Linked DNA regions of Gossypium hirsutum: region 2 is linked to region 1. A link is a contact called in public Hi-C data. All regions are on one chromosome and are shown on one strand. Each heading gives the region's core, a stretch centred on a gene start, on an enhancer-like site or on the middle of the called end of the contact. The rest is flanking DNA. Distances are from core to core; before and after follow the strand shown.

Region 1 (6,153 bases), core at 1,489-3,988:
TCTAGGTACGAGTTCAATCAGATCCTGCTGGACGTGTGGTTATCACTGGCCAACCAGAGCAAGTTGACAATCCTTGGGGTATCACGCCCTTTAAGAAGGTATTTCTTTTAATTTCTAAGACGAGGAAATAAAAAAGCTTATAATAGCATCTCTAGACTATGCTTGAGAACATAGGTGAGAATATAGGAGGAATTAACCCTATATTTGATGGGCATCGATATTCTTAATTTTGTTCAGTTTCTTCCAAGTTTATTGTTGTATTCGAGATGAAAATGTTTTAGGAAGAAGCCTGCTGCTTTAATAGGGCGGTTTTTTGTTGTGGAAACAAGAGGGAAAAGAAGCAGAAAATAAAATTGGAGCAAAAGAAAGATACTTCGTGAGCTGATCCTGACCCTAATTTGGTGTGGTTTGTACAGGTAGTGAACTTACCATCGAGAATTGATCCGCTTCTGACAACTGCTGTTGTGAGCTTGCATGGTCGACTCTTTGTTCGTGTCCCTTTTGAGCAGGGATCAGCAGCTTGAACCTCATCGTGTTGTTTAGTTTAGATTGGTTGGCCACAGTCATTGTAGGATTAATGTAATTAGGAGTAAACTATGGTATTGTTGGATTAGTTGTAATTTTCCTTGTGCTTGATTTTATTCATCAACGCTGAACTAGTTGAAAAGCCCTTTGTGAAGGGAAGTTAAAAATCTCCTCAAAATCAAATGATAAAAGGAGAGCGGAGATTTGGTAAATTAATGCAAGTTAAAGACTTGTGCAAACAATGGTTTAGTTTGGTCAATTTCTGATTTTGGTCCCTTTACTGATTCAAATTTGGGATTTAGTCCTTATATTTTAGTTTGGAATCATTTGGGGTTTCTACTTTAAAAGTGTCATTAAGGCTGAAATACTGACGTTGACTTTTTTCTACCTTTTAAGCCGTCTCAACATTCTAGTTGAAAGAATTAATTAATGATATTATGATTAAATTTGAAGCACAAAAGTTACCTTTTAATATTAATCAACTAGATTAGAATCAACCGTACTGAGGCTTTCCTGATTTTGTTATCAGACACTAACAGCAACTGGATATTTATCGCTTGAAAATCAACCAATCAAACATAAGCTCTGTTGTTTTGTGGAAGTATGTTAACTTTATAATATTTACTTCATTTATTCGTTTTGTTTGATTATTAGTTATATAGATTGAGTACCAACACTTCCTTTAACTGGAGTCAAATCAAAATTGATTAATCGTTGTTAATTTGGAGTAAAAGGCCTTAACGTTCGGGTTGGACCTACAACATTCACCATATTTTCTGTTAATAATATTATTTTTTTCCCAACTCAACAGTATATATCAGTCACTGTCAGTGTGATGATAGAAATGGGGGAGTTTGGGTGGGTGGCTAGCATTTGTAAATGTATCATCATCATCATCATCATCATCATCATCATCATCATGTATGTAGTAAGTGTAACCCGAATATAGCTGCAGCACTGCGGTGTGAATGACACTTGACTTGGCCGCTTCAGGACCGCCTATTGACTGCTCCTGATGAATGATGTATGTAGCATACAAAATTGAAAGTCTCAACATGCTAACTGTTGTATTGTGTATGTGACAGTAAATTGAGTGTATCTGGGAGATGACTGCAGAATTTAGAGTAGCATGTAGCTCTTTCTCCATTGGAAGATACACCCATTAAGAATTAAGAAGCCAAAAAAAAAAAAAGAAAAAAACTTTCCTGTTTAAGAATGTTGTCAGAAAATTAAGAATATAAGCTGACAGATATGATATCCTAGTCTAGGTTTATGCTAGGCCAGGCAGCCAACAGATGTTATGGCCTCTGTGTCCACACACATCATTCTTATAAATTATTAGTACTATTTTTTTCATGCCGATGATTTTGTTGATTCTTGGTTTCTTTCACCTACAAAACGATTACCCTCTCTTCTTCTTCTTCTCGTTTCTTCTTTTGCATCATTCTAACATCTTTATGCACTGTTCTCCCCCCCCTTTTTATTTATTTCCTGGTGTGCTCATAGCATCTCTAATCCAAGCACTTGAATCGCGGGTTTGTTTGACTATTTTTGTTTCAAGTTAATCTGTATTCGCGGGGTTTTAGAGGAGATGATTGGGTCACAATGTTTGGGTTTTTTTTTCTTACAATATATTATTAAGGTTTTATTTGCAAAAAATATATACCTACCGGGTTCAATGAAAGAAAAACAATAATGCATAATTGTCGCAAGCAGCATCATCCTTTTTTCTGAGGGTCCCTTTCAATTTACTGACTTTACTTGGACAGCTCCTTCAGCTTTATCCATTTCCACCCCTACCGTACTCTTTATTAATAATAATATATATATGTACACTACAACACATGTATACTACTATTCAGGAACTAAATTGTCCATCTCACCACTTATTTATGTTATGAACACTCGGTAAATTATTATTATTAAAAAACAAAAAAGCTACACAAATTACCAATTAAAATGGGATTCTAAGTAGAGAATTGGAAAGCCAGGAGACTTCTTATTCCCATTTGTTACTGCGAGTGTGGTTGAAGAATAGTGAATTTCAAGTCAGACAAAATCAGTAGCAGTACTGCAAGAATTGTCTGTTTAATTATCGTGAGTAGAATGGATGTTTATTTAATAAAAATGTTGGAATTTTATGACTGAAAAATAAATATTAATTTTTTATGCTTTAAAATTTAATCCCATTTGATTTAATTTGGAGTTAGTAGAGTGAAAAGAAGAGCGAGATCAGTTACAAGAGGCGAGAGATAGAGAGACAGGCAACTGGATTAGCCATTGAAATAGGGGATAGTAGGTCCCGAGTCCCCACCCCAACCAAGCTGTCTTTGCTAATTGCCATTGCTTTGTTTCAGAACTCTCCAGCACTAAGCCTCTCCTCTCTTCCCTTTGCGCCTTTTCCTTCTTTTTTTTTTCTTTCTTTCTTTCTCCCCTTTATTGCTCTTCCTTGATGATGATGACCACTCTTCTATTTCTTCCTCCTCCATCTCTCAACAACAATGAACTGAGTTAATTTCTTATTATTTCCCTTCACCTTACTGAGTTTTCTTGAGGGGTCTTTGATCTTCTCCTTATTCTGGTATTACAATTTGATTCTTCACTCTGTTTGCTACCCATCAATCAATCCTCACCCACCTCCTGTTTTCTTCTTTTCCTTCCTTCTCTTTTCTTCCTGTCATACATAGTAAGCCGTTCCTCACTTTGTCAAGCCTTCACTTTTCTTTGCTTTGCTTTGCTTTTCTGTGTTCCTCACTGTCTCTGTGTATATAGCCCCAAAGTGCATGTTTCATCCAATCCCACCACTTTCCACTTCACCCCTCTTCTTGGCCCATCTAGGGTTTTCTGCCTTTTCTCCTTTATTCCATTAAATCCCATACGGTTCTGCGAATTTATCTTTCCTTCCAATTCTAGGGTTTTTCTAGGGTTTTATCATTCTTTTAAGGGAAAAAATTGTATCTTTAGTCTCTCTATTCTGGGGTTAACCTCATTCTTACTTGATTTGTCGATCACCTTCAATCAATCTTGGATCCTTTCCTTAGTATCCCTGGATTTGAATTGGGTCATCTGTGGTCATGGCGTTTCAGCAAATTCCGGGTCCGAGCTCGGGGTCGAGTTCGAGTTCTGGCTTCCAATACATGAATTCCCCTTTTGGAGATACCACATACACCAAGGTCTTTGTTGGGGGACTCGCTTGGGAAACTCAAAGCGAAACCATGCGCCGATATTTCGAGCAGTTTGGTGAAATCGTGGAAGCCGTTGTCATCACTGATAAGAACACCGGCCGTTCAAAAGGATATGGTTTTGTGAGTGTTAATGTTTTTTTTTTTAAATTTTTAAAGATTTCTTTGTCTTTGCTGCTGTTTGATGATGATAAGATGCTACTTTGCATTTGGCTGTCCATGTTATTATGTAAATAAAACTGGTACTAAATCAAGGGTGGCAGCAAGGCTTTGATGCTGAAGCAATGTGTAGTAAGTTAAAGGGGTTTTATTGACTTTAGAGTGACTTGGTTTCTTGTTGGGTTTGCATGGAGGGTGTAGGTAACTTTCCGGGATCCAGAGTCTGCTAGGAGAGCCTGTGCTGATCCGACCCCAATTATTGATGGCAGGCGTGCTAATTGTAATTTGGCTTCTCTAGGCCGTCCTCGACCTCCTGTTCCTTACGGTATCATCTCTAATCTGTCCGGTTAGTCTGATTAACACCATTATCGTTTTCAACATGTGACATTTTCTGTAACAATATTTGCTGCTATTCCAGCTCACTCGAAAAAAAATGCTATTCCCTTTTCTTCGATTTGAGGTATTTGTGTCTGACACATGGTTACAGGCATATGGCCTCCAAGATTCTCATCCTCTAAATAAATGAAAAAGCATAGAAAAAATCTATCCATAAACCCAGGTCCACTACACATCTGTATCGGACACTCACACCTGAGTCCGAGTAACATAGGTTTTGAATTTGGTTTCTGTTTGCGTTCTTACCACAGATGTTGAAAATGTCCTTTCATTTAAAACTGTCTTTCTTTGCCAAAAGTGTCTCTTCTTGTTTATAACTTTATATTGCCCAAATCTCTGCTTCTAGTAGAAATTTGTAGGGTGGTTTCATTTTGTTTCCATTCAACTCTTTCAAGCTGATGCTATTATACTTATAGTTGAACTAATTTTTCAATTTTTTTTTCAGTTAGTTCTGAATGTGCCCATTTCTGTTAAACTCGGTGATCAGGCTAATTATTTATTCCTTGTTGTCTTTCTAATAGGACGTTTGAGACCAGCTTCTCCATATATTGGAGGTGTGCCACGAGGGGCTTATGTTGGAAGTATTGGCTATCAGCCTCCACTTCCTTACAATTATCAACAAGGATTGATGTACCCTTCTTATGGGTGAGTTATGCTTCTGATTCAAGGGTTTCTAACTATTTTGGTTGCTCCAATCATGATTCAATTGAGCTTGGCTTGGTTGAACATCAAATTCTAGCATTTATCATTTATACTTATAATTATTCAAGTTTTGTTTTATTAAGTGCCTAAGAAATTTTATTTTAGATAGTATTTGGGAACTTAGATTTTAGAATTTTGATTTGGATTTCAAAAATATTGTATATTGAGAAGTAAAATATTTAGAAACGTAACATTCATAATTATTTCTCAAATCCATGGATTTGTTGGTTGCTATTTAGTAGCAAATTTGAAATTACTAAAATATTTTTGAATTTGACAAATTCATGTTTTTATACCAGTCAAATATATATTATATGGAATTCCGATTAAATTGTCCATAATACATGCATTTTGTTATTACCATTTACATAGTAAATAAACTTCAAATCCAAAATTTTGAATTCATGTTTCCAAATGGAGCATTAGGTTTCTTTTTGGGGATTTTGCCTACAATTGACTTTGATATAAGTGCTTGACAGACACCTTTTTATGAGTCTCTAAAGTCTAATGTGATAATTTCCTGGGATTTTCCGCTTGGAATTGAAAGGATTGGCACACAAAGTTTAGAATCAAGTATTTTTTCTTTTTTTGTCTCGGTAAACTCCATTGTAGATCTCTAGGCTACTTTGTGTTAAGCTTTTTCTTCATTTAAAATGTTGTAATGTATGGATTGAGACGTTTCCACACAAGCATAAACAGTAGGGCAGAAACATATATTCTTTCATTATTAATGAGGATAGGTTCTAGCCTTAGCATACATATGGTTGTGTGCTGTACATGCCTCATCAACCAGCAGTGTGGTTGGGTCATTACGGAAAGCTTGCTAATCAGAGTTCAATTGGGTACATCTCCTTTTGCAGCTACTTTCTCCTCTTTTAATTATTCTCCTTGCAGTTCAAACCGATCACAGCATGCAAAATTGGCCAAGGAGTTTTTAGTCTTTACCTTAGAATTCAGGATTAAATAGTCTAAAGTACAGTCATATGACATGGTGTGATTGGTAATTGCAGGAATGCAAAAGTGGTAGTTGCAGAGGATATGTGCCCGAGCTCAATGTTTATTGAACAGGCAAGATCATGATTGTGATTTGATAAGGATCAAAGGGAAAAAGAAATGTTGGGAGAAGGGGGGATGTGATTATTCTCATGGGCTGAGTAGTTAGGCTTATGATTTTACTGATGAAGTTTTT
Region 2 (5,394 bases), core at 813-3,312, 160 kb after region 1:
ATTTTATATTTCTTTATATTATATGTGATGTTGATTAACTTGATATTACTTTGAGTTTTATGTGTTTTTTGTAAATAAAAATTATTATGTGTTAATTTTCTAATCACATTAATATTAAATCTTAAAACTATTACTACAAAATTTAAATAACTCATACGTGCATCAGCTGTATTGACTATTTAATAAAAAATAGGGTAAACTATTTAATTGGTCACCCAAGTTTTTTGAGCACCTTCATTTTTTATCACTTAAATAAAAATAATTATAATTTATCACCTTAGAGAAATTTTTCATTTTAATCACCTAACCCATCCCACTATAGAATACTTCTTTGACCAAGTCAAACTTCTCCACCAATCAAAATTTTCTTTCATTTTCATTCTCTTTTATTTTGGGTCATATTCAATCTTCTTCTTCCCTAACCAACTTTTTTCCTTCACTGCTTCTAACACCCAAAAATTTTCAAAGCCTAGAAAATCTAGAGTTTATGAAAAAAACTTATTAAAACATAAAAGTTTAAAATCCCAAAACAAAATACAACCAACAATTACAACATGCTAAATGATATATAATTCATGTGTTAAACAGGCCTGAGGGAGATGACTGCTTTCTTAATTCCCTCAAAAGCAACTTAGATAATCTAAAGGAGAAGAAATAAAAAAAATTTCTTCGAGGAAGAACGATGAAAGTAAATTCCGCAAACGAAGCCCTATAACTGAGGGTGTTGAAGATGAGATTGGGTCAGACAATGAGAGTGATGATGATAGTCCTAATGGTTTTATCGTTGAGGGCTTCAACATTACCAGTTGTGACTATAGTTGTAGTGAGTCGCAAGAACATTCCGATTGCAATAATACTCGTAGCGAACAACAAGATGTCTCAAGTAACTCAAATGATGAAGTGGACTTCGATATGATTCTCTCTCAACTCAAAAGGAAAAGGAATCATAAGTCGAATCGGGAATTTGAGGGGGAGATGCTCGTGGCCTTTGGCAAGGATCCAAAACTTTGCATAAAAACTGTATGTGCTCTCTACCTGCAACAAGCATCAAGGGAGAAGCTTTCCAAGATAGCCTTGTGCCAAAACCAGAGATGTTTTAATAAAACCGACGCCTACATGTACGAATTCGAAAATTTATGATTTAAATGACCATCGTCATTGTACTTTGCGCAACAACGGATATCTGTATGTTGGAATTTGTACCGTGTCTTATAGGGGCTAGACGTTGGAAGCACGGACATGGGAGGGAAGAAGAAGAAGAATAAATAAGACCCAAAATACAAGAAAAAGAAAAATGAAAGAAAACTGTGATTGACAAACAAGTTTGACTTGATCAAAGAAGTATTTTAGAGTGAGATTTAGTATGTAAAATCAGATTTTTTGTTATAGGTGAAAATTTTTATTAATGATAATGATTAAATTAAAATTATTTTTATTTAGATGAAAAAATGAAAGCATCCGAAAATTGAAGAACTCGATATTTTACCCTTAAAAATATAATTTCAAAATTCAAACAAGAAAATCATTTTAAAATATTAGAGGTAACTGGAGCCAAAAGCGGGTTACAGTACTTTGTTCGCTTTACAACTAAGAAAGTAGGGGATCTTTAAAGCCGTAAATTACGTGGCAATTTGAAAGAAGCGAGTAGTCGAGTAGGTGAGGAAGCATAGAGTGAAGGCTTTAGTTTACAACAGATAACACAGAAGGAACGAGCGCGTTATCATTCTAAATTCTAATCAAGGCGTGGGAGACTTGGAGTAAATGCAAATTAAAGCTTGTACAGTTGTACTCTACACTAAAATTACGTTGCCAATTTTTTTAAAGAGAATAATGACTTTTTTTCATAAAAATATATATATGTAAATATTTTTACTCTACCTTATAATTTATTAATTTTTTATATTTTTAATGAATTTAATGTATAAATTTCTGTTTACTTAACTATGACTATAACAAACAGAATGATTTAGTATATTATTTTTCTGAATTAAAAAATTATATATTAATTGTCTACTTTTAAAATAAAAGCCCTTTAAGTAATGGGAAAAAGAAAAGAAAAATAGAAAAAAACACAGAGAAAGAGAACAAAAAATTTACTTTAAAAAAAAAGAAAGAGAAAAACTAAAATATTTAAAATAAAAATATCTGAAATAAAATATACTACTAAATAGTAAATACAGCGCCTAAAAATTTCAGATTTCTAGCATTTCTTTGGAAAAAGTTGTTTGCTGCTACTTTGCCTTTTCCCTTCAGAATCCCTACGTTTTTTTTTTCTCATCCGTCTCTTAGTCTCTGAAAATTTCCTATTTATTGGTAAGTTATTGGCATTTTTTTTTGTATTTTTTCTCCTATTTCCTGTTTTTTTTGGATAATAGATTATATATTTGTTATAAAACTGTAATTTTTCGAAAATTCTGAAAATTGTCCGTAAAATTGGTCAGAAATTCCTGGGTTTTTTTAGCCATTATTAAAAAAATTGTAGCTTCATCTTTGTAAGAAAAATGGAATTGAGTAGATTTGGGGACTAAAACTGAAAGGATTGCAACAGTTATTAGGGTTTAAATTTGGCGATGAGTAAATTCTACTTTTTTGCATATAGATTTTTCACCTGGGATTTAAGAGCAAGGTAGCTTGTTAGGCTCAATTTTTTTTTTCAGTGAATTTTGAAAGCTTGATCAACTGACAGTTCCTCGCTCAAGTTGAAATTTGAAACTCCATTTTAATTTATACAAACATTTTCAAAAATCTGCACTTCTCGAGTTCGAGTTCAAGTAGTGAGAGTTCAGTGCACCAAACAGTGAGTGAGTTCTTTTGAACAATAATTCTTAACAGTCAGCATGAGTATAGCATTTCATGTTTGAGATTATTATATTTTTCTGTTTAAAAAATTAGGTTCTTCTCTGCTGTTGCTGCTGCTTCGTGATCTAATGAATTACTTAGGAACGAGCAAAGGAAAGAACTGAAAAAGCATATATAATTCAATTTTAAACACCAAACAGAAAAAGGAGAAGAATGTCGGGATCTGAGACGGGAATGATGGCGAGTAGAGAGCCCTACAGCTTGGGCATGCAACAGAAGAGTCCGGTGGCGTCACAACCGGTGATACAGAACATGCGTTTAGCCTTTAGGTCTGACGGAACAGCTGTGTACAAGCCCATCACTTCCGCCTCACTCACATATCAGCCAGCTTCCGGCGATGGTGGGGCCGAGGGGTCCGCTGGTGGACCTGCGGTCACTCAAGAACAAGGGCAAGCTCTGAACATGAGCATGAGCATGGGGAGCGAACCCTTGAAGAGGAAGAGAGGGAGGCCCAGGAAGTATGGGCCGGAAAGTACCATGCCGTTGTCTCTTATACCAGCTCCTTCCTCTGTCAGCGTAACCCAATCTAATAGTGGAGGAGGATTCCCCTCACCAACTCCTCCGCCACCTCCTTCAGGAGGATCAGCCTCTTCACCAACTTCAGGAAAGAAAGCTAGGGGAAGACCGCGTGGTTCCTGCAATAAGAAGAATCAACTTGAAGCTCTGGGTACTCTTTTCTCTTGATAGTTGATACGCGAATAAAGCATTTTAATCGTTTAATTTGATGAATGTCTTTTTTTGCTTTGGATTGGTAAAAGCACGACATTTTCTGTTTTCTACCTTGTTCTCGAAATGCCACTATACTTAGGAATTAAGATCTAAGAGGAAGGATCTGATTTCCCTGCTTTTTCATTTTTACTCTGTTTTGTGTTATATATAGACAAACACACGTGGGTGGGATGTGGATGGCAGGTGAGGAGAACAAATGGGTAGTGCGGTAAAAATAATAAAGGAGTGATGGTTTTAGTTTTGTTTATGTTTATGTTTTTGGTGTTGGTGATGATTTGTAGGGAGTAGTCTCGATTCTGGGTTCTGATTTCTGACAGGATGGAACCCAAGATGCTTTGCTGAGTAATAATAAATATTAATAGTACTGTAGTACTTACCAGTATTTACCACTAATTAGTAGAAGACTGGAAGTCTTAAAGAGATTATATAAGGATAATCAAACTAATATTCCAAATATCAACACGTAAATACCTGTGATGCTGTGGAATCACATCTGCATCTGTTGTCTGTATTGTAAGATAGACTTCTAACTTTAGACTTGGGATCTGTTCTATCTGACTTTAGACTTCAGATTCTTATCTTTCCCAAATCACTTATATGCATGCCGCCATGCCCTTGCCTCATTTTTCTGTGTCCCCTTTCTTGTTTTTCTATATCTTCACTCTCTTATGTCAATAGCAGCTAGCTAGCAATTAACATCTACCAAGAGTGCTTTTATAAATATATATAATATGTACATAAACATTCTTGAATAATACTGAAGGATTGCAGCTTTCTTGTTATTACAAGATTTTTGTTCTTTTCTTTCCTTTTGTTTTTTTCCTTCAATTACTTTTTCAATATGAAGCATAGTCATTCTATGACTATCAAGTTTTTATTTTATTTTATTTTTTAAAGAAGATTCTTAGAAGCCTGAGCTATCTTTGTAGCTGACATATTTCACTAAATTGTTCTCTTTTTGCAGGATCACCCAGAGTTGGATTTACGCCCCATGTTATCACTGTTAAAGTGGGAGAGGTTTCTCTTTTTTCCTTTTTAACTTCCCTTACCACTTTTCCTGGTTTATGTGGAAAACGTTTTCTTATTGCTCTTATATGCTAGAGTCAACCATTCTGAAAATTCATTTTTATTCCATTTATTAATAAATGGCATGTTCATCTTCTTGCTTGATGCAAATATGCCTGTCATAAGTTGCCGAAACTTCTTTCATTTAATTTGCTTCGTAAAGATTTTTAGTCAACTGTTGTCTTTAGAACCATATTGACTCTGGAGAAAAGTGTTATGTCATTAGTTTTTTGCATTTTGCATGTGATGAAATAAAAGGTCAAATTGGGGCAATGGATTACTTCCCAAAATTCCTCTTCAGACAATGAAAATCAATGAAAACAACAAAGAACTAATGGAGTAAATTAAAATTTTGATAATGCTTGTGATTTTGCAACTTCAAAATGTATACACAACTTAGAATGAAGTTATGTGAATGAATAACATTATCTTGATGAATATTTTTATGAACTCCATTCCTTTATTTGGTTGAAGATATATTTCTTTTTTGTTAATTTTATAAATATACTGGACATACAACTAGGGGGCATTTGGATAGTCATCTTACTGATGATAAGCTTTGGTTCAATACCATCTATTTCTTAGGTAATCTTTATATTACCTCAGTAATCTAAAATTTGTGACAATTTTACTCATTTTTATTGACTTTGATCCATTTTATTTAAACTAAAACAAAATAATATATGCTAATGAATCAAATTCTCCAATTCTTTAATTCCAACTATATATATTATATTATAT

What was found. Hi-C and Micro-C count contacts between places; a contact is called where the count stands out from the background.
Region 2: a contact with region 1 is called in a Hi-C map of leaf, with 3 times the contacts expected there. The contact joins the promoter of LOC107917874 here to the promoter of LOC107917869 in region 1. A contact is called at or near these places in 16 of 34 Hi-C or Micro-C datasets (anther, callus, fibers and 3 more).

The regions. Positions count from the first base shown.
Region 1 is chrA01:19,042,138-19,048,290 of Gossypium_hirsutum_v2.1, forward strand. It overlaps LOC107917869 (RNA-binding protein 24-B), which reads left to right and starts at 2,739. Exons shown (of 8, transcript XM_016847240.2): 1 at 2,739-3,830; 2 at 4,068-4,212; 3 at 4,784-4,907. The coding sequence starts at 3,600. It overlaps LOC107917912 (AT-rich interactive domain-containing protein 5), which reads left to right. Exons shown (of 14, transcript XM_041114599.1): 13 at 6-98; 14 at 417-764. The coding sequence ends at 524.
Region 2 is chrA01:19,204,109-19,209,502 of Gossypium_hirsutum_v2.1, forward strand. It overlaps LOC107917874 (AT-hook motif nuclear-localized protein 10), which reads left to right and starts at 2,063. Exons shown (of 6, transcript XM_016847247.2): 1 at 2,063-2,313; 2 at 2,893-3,526; 3 at 4,553-4,605. The coding sequence starts at 3,013.